Linked DNA regions of Sus scrofa: region 2 is linked to region 1. A link is a contact called in public Hi-C data. All regions are on one chromosome and are shown on one strand. The core of a region is the stretch at or near the end of the contact, and the rest is flanking DNA. Distances in the headings are between cores, read along the strand shown.

Region 1 (4,806 bases), core at 824-3,323:
GAGAACAGAAAGAATGCATTTCCTGAAGACACGTGAGGCCTGGAATCCAGAAATGGTGGTAGGGGCCCAGGGCAACACATGGAGGGAAGAGAGAGGACATGCAGCAAAACTGGGCACAAAAGTTCTGCCTAAAGGGCCAAGAAGTTGAGTGAGTCCCATTTGACGGGATCTCTTCACTTGGTAAAGTAAGAGGTGAACCATCTGTTGAAAATTCATATAGAATTAGGAAAGAGGAGAGTTATTTGTAAAACGTTCAGGAATTCTGAGTGGATTGTTAGATATAGCCACCAAAGTGGGAGTCACCCTGAGAGTATTTCCACTGTGGAAACTGACAAATGCTTTATTTTCTGAGAGCAATGTGGGCATCTGAAGCAGAGTAGGGGTAAGAGTTATTAGACTTGATCTTTGTAGACACAGAACTCTTATAACTCTCAGACGCTCAGTATTGGCTGGGATGGCCCAAGGGGACTTTATATAAAGTTGCCCAGAAGATTGGCAGGTCTTAAGGTAAGGACAGAGAGGGGAGCCATTTTGCTAGTGATGAATGTGTAACTCTTGACTTGCCCAAGGTCACACAGTCAGCAAATGACTGGACTCCAGGCACCCTGGCCTTCTCCTGGCCCCACCTCAGCAAGATGACCTTCTGGAGCTCTACAGAATCTCCATGCCCTGATGTTTCCTGGTCTATCTGGATCCCAACACTTCCACTCAGGGGATTTTTTTTTCAGAGAAGTCTTTCAGAGTTCCATAACTGAAATAGAGAGGGAATGCTATGAGATCTTGGCTTTACTTCAAAATAATCCAGGCCTGGGAGTGGGAGGAGGCATGGGCGGGAGAGCTGAGCAAACAAGATTGGCCAAGATTGATCACTGTTGAAACTGGGTGACTGGGGCGGGGGGCGGGGAGGGGGGTTGTTCCACTATTCTACTTGTGTACATATGGTCAGAAACCATCGTGGGCTTCACGCATTGATATAAAACATTTAGGATGGGGAGGTGGTCTGAGAAAGCCCGTCTGGAGGGCTGTGCTCCATTCTGGGCCACGCATCATGAGAAGGCTTTTGACAGGCAGAGGCAGGTCCAGAGGGGGCCTTGGTGAAGGGAGTCCAGATTTTGACTCGTTTGTTTCAGCTGGATAAGCACTAAGGGGCAGGAAGAGCTGCTCTCCCCATGCAGAGGGCTGCCTGGGAAGAGGGGGTCTGTCCTGGTTTGGGTCTGAGTTCACACATTCTCTGCAGGCTCCTCCCAGGGGCCTCTGGCCAAGCGCCTGCCCTGAGCCCCACCTGCCCCTCCCAGGCCCTAAAGTCCTCTTCCCCTCCTCCCAGCTTCAGCCAAGAGGAAGCAGCGTGACCCTGCCGGCCAAGCGGGGCTCTGCCAGGCCGCGAAGTCACGAACAACACGTGCCTCCCCTCCCTCAGCCTAGAACATCCTGTTCTCTGTGCTCTGCGATGAGGCCTAACTTGGCTCCCAAACCCCTCCAGGGAAGAGGCTGGGCTGAGGCTCTCTCCACATCACACGGCACTAATCCGTCACATCTGGACACAACCTCGCCCTGGGCTGCACCACACAACTGTCTGTGAGCTCATCCAGGCCCCCTGAGGAGCTCTGCTGAGAGTGCTGGGGCAGAGCCAGGGTGGGGCCGTACAACCACTGGCACCGCTCCCTCCCTGACGGGGTCCTCACAGCACTGACCGTAACACATGACAGCAGAAAACACACTGGAGACCCCCATTCTCAGCCACAAACTGGTGTGGGCCCATGGGAACTTTCCCCTGCCCTGAGTCTTCTCTGTTAACACGAGGTGGGAGGAGGGGAGGCACTGCCTCCCAGATGTAACTCATCCATGATTGCCTCTGTCTTTCAGGCCTCAAAAATTAGTGACAACGACAGAACCGGCATGAGTCAAGGACAAATTGCTTCTTGGCCCAGAAGCTCCAACGAGGCAAGAACAGGGCAAGAACTTCCTTTCCTTTGTGCTTTCTCACCCGCAGAAGGAGGCTCATGATAATACCAGTTTCACAGGGCTTTGGGGAAGCTCAAACCAGAGGAAGAGCAGGGGAGGCTGAAGAATGATCATGACTTACCACAGGCAGCCAAGGCTGTGGTTCCCAGTGTTCCCTTTCTTCCTCTGGCCCCACCCTCCCGGCCCTGGCCAGTTGGGAAATAGACCTTCTTGGATGCCAGTTATTTTCCCTGGCCAGGCTCCAGCCCAGGGCCTATTTGTGCCCTTGGACAGTGGGTGGAACATGGTGAGAGCAGGCAGCTGGTGGAGGCCAGAGGCCCAGCTGAGACACCAGGCTAGCCTTTCCAGTTAAAGGGACATGGCCACTGGCCATCACCCACCAAGGCAGGAAGTACAGCCCCTTCCCACTGACAGGCATAGGAGACCTTTTGTCTCTGGGACCCAAACACTAAGAAAGCACACAACTCGAATGACTTCTGACCTTGAGAGGTGCTGCTGTGCTTCTGGATGACAAAGACAGTCTCTGCTGTGACCAGTCACACCTGTCCCTTAGGGGTTAATTCTATTTGACCATATTCAATATAATAGTATAATAAATTTGACCACATATTTACATTAAAATTTGTGGTTCCTTCCAAACCAACAGTGGTTTTTGATTTTTCTTTTTTAAGCAGAACAACACTATTTTCAAACTCTAATCTGTAGGCCTGCTCTGGCTAAAACAGGAGAGGGGCCCTCTAGCCCCTAAGAGGGAGCTTAGACATTGAGGAACATTTCTGTGTTGTTTTGCTTTGTTTGGGGAGTGATATGTTCTGCCTGCTTTGCACGCTGGTCATTTTCCAGATGTGGATTCAAACCTCGACAATCAACTCTGAGAGCTTAGCAATCTCATTCCAATACAGTCAGCATCTGGTTAAGTGAGAATATAGGCTAAGCTGCTGTAACAAAGAGCCCCCTCAGTCACACACGCCTTTTTTTTTTTCCTCCCATATCATCAGTTCAGAATAGACTGGCTGGCAGTCAGGGCTGGCAGGGGCTTCCTGTCCCTGAAGCCATACAGGAACCCAGATTCCTTCTACTCTGGAATACAGTTATTTTATAATCCACTGGGTTATAAAGTACTATTACATTCCCGAACCTCCACCATGCTGAGGTCTAGGAAGCCATCCAGGATAAACCTCTCTCCATGTGCTGTGAACAGAACATGAGGTTGGGAGTCAGAGGCAGAGTCTCACCTCCACTGCTTACTGACTGTGCTCTTTGCCTCTCACTCAGCCTCGTCTGTAAGGGATCTGCTCTGGCTACTTGGAAGGACTGCTGTGTTGATCCAAGGGGATCCCACACTCAAAGTTGCCTTGGAACCGCTAAGTGATGTGCAAATGCCATGGAGGACATTCACCAGGTGGGCTGGAGACTGAGCAAGTCAGTGAAAGCCCCTCCGCGTGGAGCCAGTACTCTCTGCTAGATCACTCTGATCGGGTCTCTTCAAGATGGGGAGGCATCTACTCTAGGACTAAACCTGTGTGGGGGTCTAAGGGATGCTTGAGAGAGGCTCTTCCAAAAAGCACACAGAGGGCTCAGAGCTGACCGGGTTCTCTGGGCTCTGCTACAAGCTAATCCTACTTGCTGGATCCTTGGTTCTTCACCTCTAGAATGGGTACAACCACATTCTATACTGGCAACTACTATTGATTTGTGATCACTTATTATGACCCAGGCTTTTTGTAGAGTACTTACAAGCATTATCTCATTTAATTCCTCTGTGAGCTCAGTACTCTTACATTCACTTTTTTATAGATTAGAAAACTGAAGATAACATGCCCAGGACTACAGGCTAGTAGGTGGCAGGAATAGGATTTGGATCCTATCTGCCTAACACTATATATTCTGTGTCATGGCAGTTGTGCAATGAGTTAAGGGCCTCCTATTTTGGGGTTTCAGCTGCCTTCTCTGTAAAATGTGGGGCTGGACAGGTATGAGGCTAAGGGGATTTGTACCAATGCACTTGCACCTGCCCTGAGGCCCCACAAGAGCCCAACTGTGTACATTGGATTGAATTGTCTTTGAGCAGCAGTTCACTCCCTACAACATCCATTTTTGTAAGAAGAAATGCTGTGATCCTCACCATAATCCTTCAGCATCTTCCTCTTTCACTCAAAGCAAAAAAGCAGAATCCCAATGGAAAACCCAAGTCCGTGAGGACTTGGAGTAGTGGCAGTGAGAGCTTCCCCTGTGGGCCCCCTGGCATGGGTGAGAATGGTTAGGACTAGGCTCTAGGACTTCAGATCCCTCTGATAGCAAAATAGGAAAGGAATGCAGCTGAAGCCTTAACATTAAAAAAGTTCTCTACGAGTAACACAAAACGGTGTGCATCACTCAACACAAAGAACTTTTCAGATCACTACGAAAAATCCCAATGTGACACAGTGGGCTAAGTATCCAATGTTGTCACTGCAGCAGCTTTTGGGTCACTGCTGTAGTGTAGGTTTGATCCCTGGTCCAAGAAATTTCACATGCTGCAGGTGTGGCCAAAACAAAACAAAAATCCCAGTGCCACAAATGAAATGTCTAAGACAATTCATGAGAATTAGTAGAAATGACCACAATGCACTGGAAGAGAAAGTCCAACCCTGGTAGTAATCAAACAAATGCAAATTAAAGCAACATATCATCAAAGTATTCTTGCAAAAAAAAAAAATTAACTGGAATTAGATGATGCTTCTAGCTCTAACTACCAGTTTATAGACCATAAAGGGGAGAGAAGAATATTTAAATGACACCCAGGGGATGTAATCAACTAAAATCTAAATGAGAAAAACTTTATAAAACTAACAACCCAGTTTC
Region 2 (4,806 bases), core at 1,332-3,831, 210 kb after region 1:
CAGCTCTTGGTTTTTGTTGATTTTTTCCATTGTGTTTTTAATCTTTATTTTATTGATTTCTTCTTTGATCTTTATGATTTCCTTCCTTCTGGCTGACTTTAGGTTTTGTTTGTTCTTCTTTTTCTAATTCATTTAGGTGGTGGGTTAAGTTGTCAATTTGAGATTTCTCTTCTTTTTTGAGGAAGGCCTTTATTGCTATGAATTTCCCTCTGAGCACTACTTTTGGGACATCCCATAGATTTTGAGTGGCTGTGTCTTCATTGTCATTTGTATCAAGGTATTTTTTAATTTCCTTCTTGATTTCCTCATTGACCCATTGGTGTTTTTTGTTTGTTTTGTTTTTTGCTTTTTTTTTTTTTTTTAGTAGCATGTTGTTCAGTCCTGTGGTTAATTTCTACTTTCATGCCATTGTGGTCAGAGAAGTCCTCTTACATTTAATTAACCTCAGATTACAGCAAGAATCCATCAATCCATTTATCCTAGACTTTTAAAAACATTTTGAGGGACCAAAGTCTCTCAGTATTCAGGCCTGTGATGCTTGTCCCCAGTGATCCGGGATGTTGGAGTGATGTCCCCTCAAGCCACACTGTGGGCCTAAGACTGGCTAAGATCTGGGTCTCATTATCCAAAAGACCTCAATGTCCAAGAAGAGAGGATGTTCTCTGACACTTAGAGCTTAAAGTGTCTCAAGAATGGGGCAGAGGCGGTCTCAGCACTGCCCAGCCTGTTCCCTGAAGGACAGCCAGAGCACAGGCTGGTTGACCTCACTGGACGGAAGTGATAATAAAAGAGGACAATTCAGGAGTTCCTGTTGTGGCTCAGTGGGTTAAGGCTCCTGCGTTGCCATAAGCTGTGGTGTAGATCACAGATAGGGCTCAGATCCTGCATAGCTGTGGCTGTGGTGTAGGCCTCAGCTGCAGCTCCAATTGAATCCCTAGTCCAGGAACAGCCCTAAAAGGAAAGGGGGAAAAAAAAAAAGAGAGAGAGAGAGGACAACCCAGGTAGCTCCTGGCAGCATGACCAATGTGAGGAAAATTTGTTCCTTGCTGGTGGCGTCCCACATCTGCAAACAGCCAGCAGCTTGCCACACACCAGCCCCATATTTCCTGCCACGGGCATCATTCCTAACTCTAGGATCGTCTTCTGAAACAACCCCCTGGTGTGTCGCTGCTGTCCACTCATATAGCACAGGGTCTGTTGAGTGGGGACTGGATTGTTTTTCACTAACCTAGGAGAAACTGACTATGAAAAAATAAAGACCCCAGCTTCAAATCAACATGAATCTAAATCAACTTTGACCAAACATATCTTGGTTTACTGGGAGATGGTGTTAACATAAAAATTATGACCATGTGTACAAATATAAAAAATGGAACTTGTGCTTCTTATACAGCCTGAGCCATAGGAATTCAGTCCTCTGAAACCTAGCCCAACCCCACCCTCCACCAGTGCTGGAACTCTCCTAAGCTGCATAGCTGTGCCCTGACTCAAGACCAGAGGCACATTCTGGGCAATGGACCCAACACAGCCTTAGGCCAGGAGCCAGGCCTACAGGGACTTTCAGAGAGGGCAGAGCCTTCAGAAGTACAAATATTGCAGGTGATCGCCACACAGGCCAGGCACTGGCCACTAGCCATGTCTGCTTCCACCACAAAGCCTTATCCAGTGGTACTGCCCTATAGAGGCTCTGTCTGTCCACAGCCCTGCAGACATCCAGAAGACAAACAAGGAATCTACGTGAGATCCTTACCCAGCATCCAGCCTGGTCAAAGACCAATAGGGGCACTGAAGGAAGAGGAGATAGAGCCTCTGCCAATGAAATGTAGAAGAGTAACCTGAGGATAAAGATCAGGATAAATATGAATCAGGGAAGGGAGCAGTGGACCAATCCACAGAGATTCACAAGGATCCAGAGAGGACTGAGGGACCAGCAGAGAGCCATCCTACAGCATTTCATGTCCAGCCCCAGAGAACCAGATTGGGAGAGACACGTGAGAGGAATAGAGGGGCCCAAGGGGGGAAGGAGACCCAGGGTGGTACATGTCACAAAAGACCGGGGTGGGAATGGTGGTGGAGTTGTGGCAAGAGAGTGTCCATATCATTGACACAAACTCTGCTGTTTCTGCCTCAGGCTCTTATGACTCCCCTAGTTCCCAGCTGTGCCCCAACGCCTGGCTCACTGCAGGGTGGGGGATGGCGCCTTGGGGCAGGGTCTTCAGTGTCCTTGATCAGGAGTTCCCACTCCCTTCTAATGTCCACCTGAGAGCACAAAGGTTTTATGGCATCGGTGTCCCCTGTGGTTTCCTGAGGAACCTGAGGGTCATTCTCTCACGTGCACAATCCTTCGCCCTGAGAACAGTGCTCCCTCAAAAAAAAGCACTCACTCCCTAGGACAAGGAGTACATGCACATAAAGACCTGAGAAACCTGGCCAGACAGGAACATTTGCCTCAACTGGACTGTTCTGTTCTAGAGAGATGGAATGTTGAGAAAAAGAGTTCCGACCTCTCAGAACAGCTGCTGTACCTATGGAGAGGGTTGGTGGTTCCTGGGCTTTGGGCCTCATCATTTCCAGTGGAACCCACAAGAGGGAGCCCATCCTCCATCCCACAGGGAATGTATGGGGTCAGCTCTGCCCTCTGGTGGCTGCATGAAAAACTGCAGTCAAATGGGGGGATGTGCAAGCAAAACTTCACTCATCGCCTTCCACATTCATCCACTCCACCTTCCACATTCATCCATTCCATCCATCCTATTTGTATCAGGTGCCATGAAAGGTCCTGACTTAATCCTCTTAGGCCCTGGGCTCTATCCATGAGGATTCTCCCTTGCTTCCCCCTGACCTAGTCTGATGGAGACATAGCCCTTGGGCACATCACTTTGTCAGGGCTTTTCTTGCTAATTGTCCCATCCCTCCTTGTCCACAGAGGCTGGCTTGCTGCTGGTTCCCAGAGAAAGCTGATATGAACCACTGTGCATTCCTGAGCCCCTGCTGGGTACCTTTACATCTACTAGATTCCTCTCAGGCTCACTAGAAGAGAGAGCCAACCTTTATTTTATTATAACAGAGAAAACTGAGGCTTAATGAGACTCCATAACTTACCAGAGGTGGCACGTCCTGCAAGTTCTAGAGCCTGGCTTGAATTTTCTTCCGTCTGATCCCAGAGCATCTTAGGCATGGTTTCCCTGAAGATCCAGTGCGTTCTTTGCCCACAGTGCCCTTGGCCATGGCTCAGGTCCTAGACAGGCTCCTTTTGGACAGTCACTCAGCCAGGTGGATCTCATTCAAGCCTCAGGTGCCAGGACTGCTTACCATACCACCCAGATATTATAGCCTTCCTCTTTGCCCAGAATCTGTATCCAGCCCTGGACTTGCTTGGTCCTGGCCCAGCTGGACTGCCTGGCACAGCAACTCATACCCCAGCCTCCAGTCTCAAGGTTGCAGATGCCTCAAGGCTTAGCATAGGCTGCCCCAAGGCCCTCAGCAGGTGCACTGCACAGCTGGTGGTGCCATGGGGGCAGATTCTTGAATCTAGATGAAAAAAAAAGCCCTAGAGGGGTAGAACAGAGCTGAGAATCCCAGCCTCTACCCACCTCCTGCGGCACCAAGTAACTGAGCTCAGCCCAGCCCTAGCCAGGGCCCTGACAACCAGAGAACAGCAGCCCCCCAGGCCCCTCATTCCATACACCCGCTCTCTATGCCATCAGCACAGCACAGCACAGCCATTCTTTAATCCACCACCATTTATGGAGACCATGACAGCACCTCCACTGCTCTCATCACTGAAGCAGTGATGATATTTCTCATGTCTCTGGTAGTTAAACTCCTACCAGATAATAGCTGTTTAAGAAATAGTGAATTGTGGAGTTCCCTGGTGGCTTATTGGTTAAGGATTTGGTGTTGTCAATGCTGTAGCTTGGGTTCAATCCCTGGCCCAGGAACTTCTGCATGCTGCAGGTGAAGCCGAAACAAAACAAAACAACAACAACAAAAACACAGTTAATTGGGTCTACTGAACAGCAAGATCCTACTATATACATCTGAATCACTTTGCTCTGTAGCAGAAACACAACATTGTAAATCAACTATACAATAAAATATATTTTCAAAAAAGAATGAATTGTCATCAACTTAAACTCCTTATATGTTCTAGAAATTAAAATATAATGAGAATCATTTTAAAAACCACTACTTCCTAAATACTATCCAGAAGTTTATAAAAATACCGCTGAGATACAATGTGAGAAAAAGTAAACCATTTATGTAAAGACGGTTAAGTTAAAAAAAATAGACAATTCAAAAATACATCGGCGCAAAGGTGAGTTATTCTCTTTTTGATGACAGTCAATCTGACAAGACTGAGGTGATATCCCACTGTGGTTCTGATTTGTATTTCCCCAATGATTACCTATTGAGCATCTTTTCATGTACCTGTTGGCCATCTGTATGTCTTCTTTGGAAAGAAGGTCTTATGCTCATTTTTAAATTGAGCTGTTTTTTGATATTAAGCTGTAAGAGCTCCCTTCTGGCCTGCGAAGTTTATGCAGAAAAATCAGCTGATAGTCTTACAGGAGTGCCCTTGTATATGACTCTTTTTTTCTTGCTGCCTTTAAAATTCTATTTAACTTTTGCCATTTTAGTTATCTCGGTATGTCTTGATGTGAGTCTTTTTGGGTTCATCTTATCTGGGACCCTCTGTGCTCTCTGTACCTAGAAATCTGTTTCTTTCTTCAGTTTGGGGAAATTTTCTGCCATGATTTCACCAAATACATTCTCTACCCCTTTCCCTCTCTCTTCTTCTGGGGC

The links. Hi-C and Micro-C count contacts between places; a contact is called where the count stands out from the background.
Region 2: a Hi-C map of liver shows a contact between it and region 1, with 1.9 times the contacts expected there. The contact joins two enhancer-like sites. A contact is called at or near these places in 3 of 47 Hi-C or Micro-C datasets (embryonic fibroblasts and liver) and 1 of 2 datasets of contacts at active chromatin or transcription factors (alveolar macrophages).

Annotation. Positions count from the first base shown.
Region 1 is chr14:81,894,613-81,899,418 of Sscrofa11.1, forward strand. The region is part of intron 1 of PLAC9 (placenta specific 9); the gene reads right to left. Among named protein-coding and RNA genes, the nearest start is that of PLAC9, 4.9 kb to the right of the region's middle. Within about 2 kb of position 2,074, at least 39 of the 83 cell types and tissues checked have an H3K27ac peak or open chromatin away from gene starts, as enhancers often do. A contact at or near this core is called in embryonic fibroblasts and liver, where this site is marked.
Region 2 is chr14:82,100,765-82,105,570 of Sscrofa11.1, forward strand. No RefSeq gene overlaps it. Among named protein-coding and RNA genes, the nearest start is that of SFTPA1, 7.8 kb to the left of the region's middle. Within about 2 kb of position 2,582, at least 14 of the 83 cell types and tissues checked have an H3K27ac peak or open chromatin away from gene starts, as enhancers often do. A contact at or near this core is called in embryonic fibroblasts and liver, where this site is marked.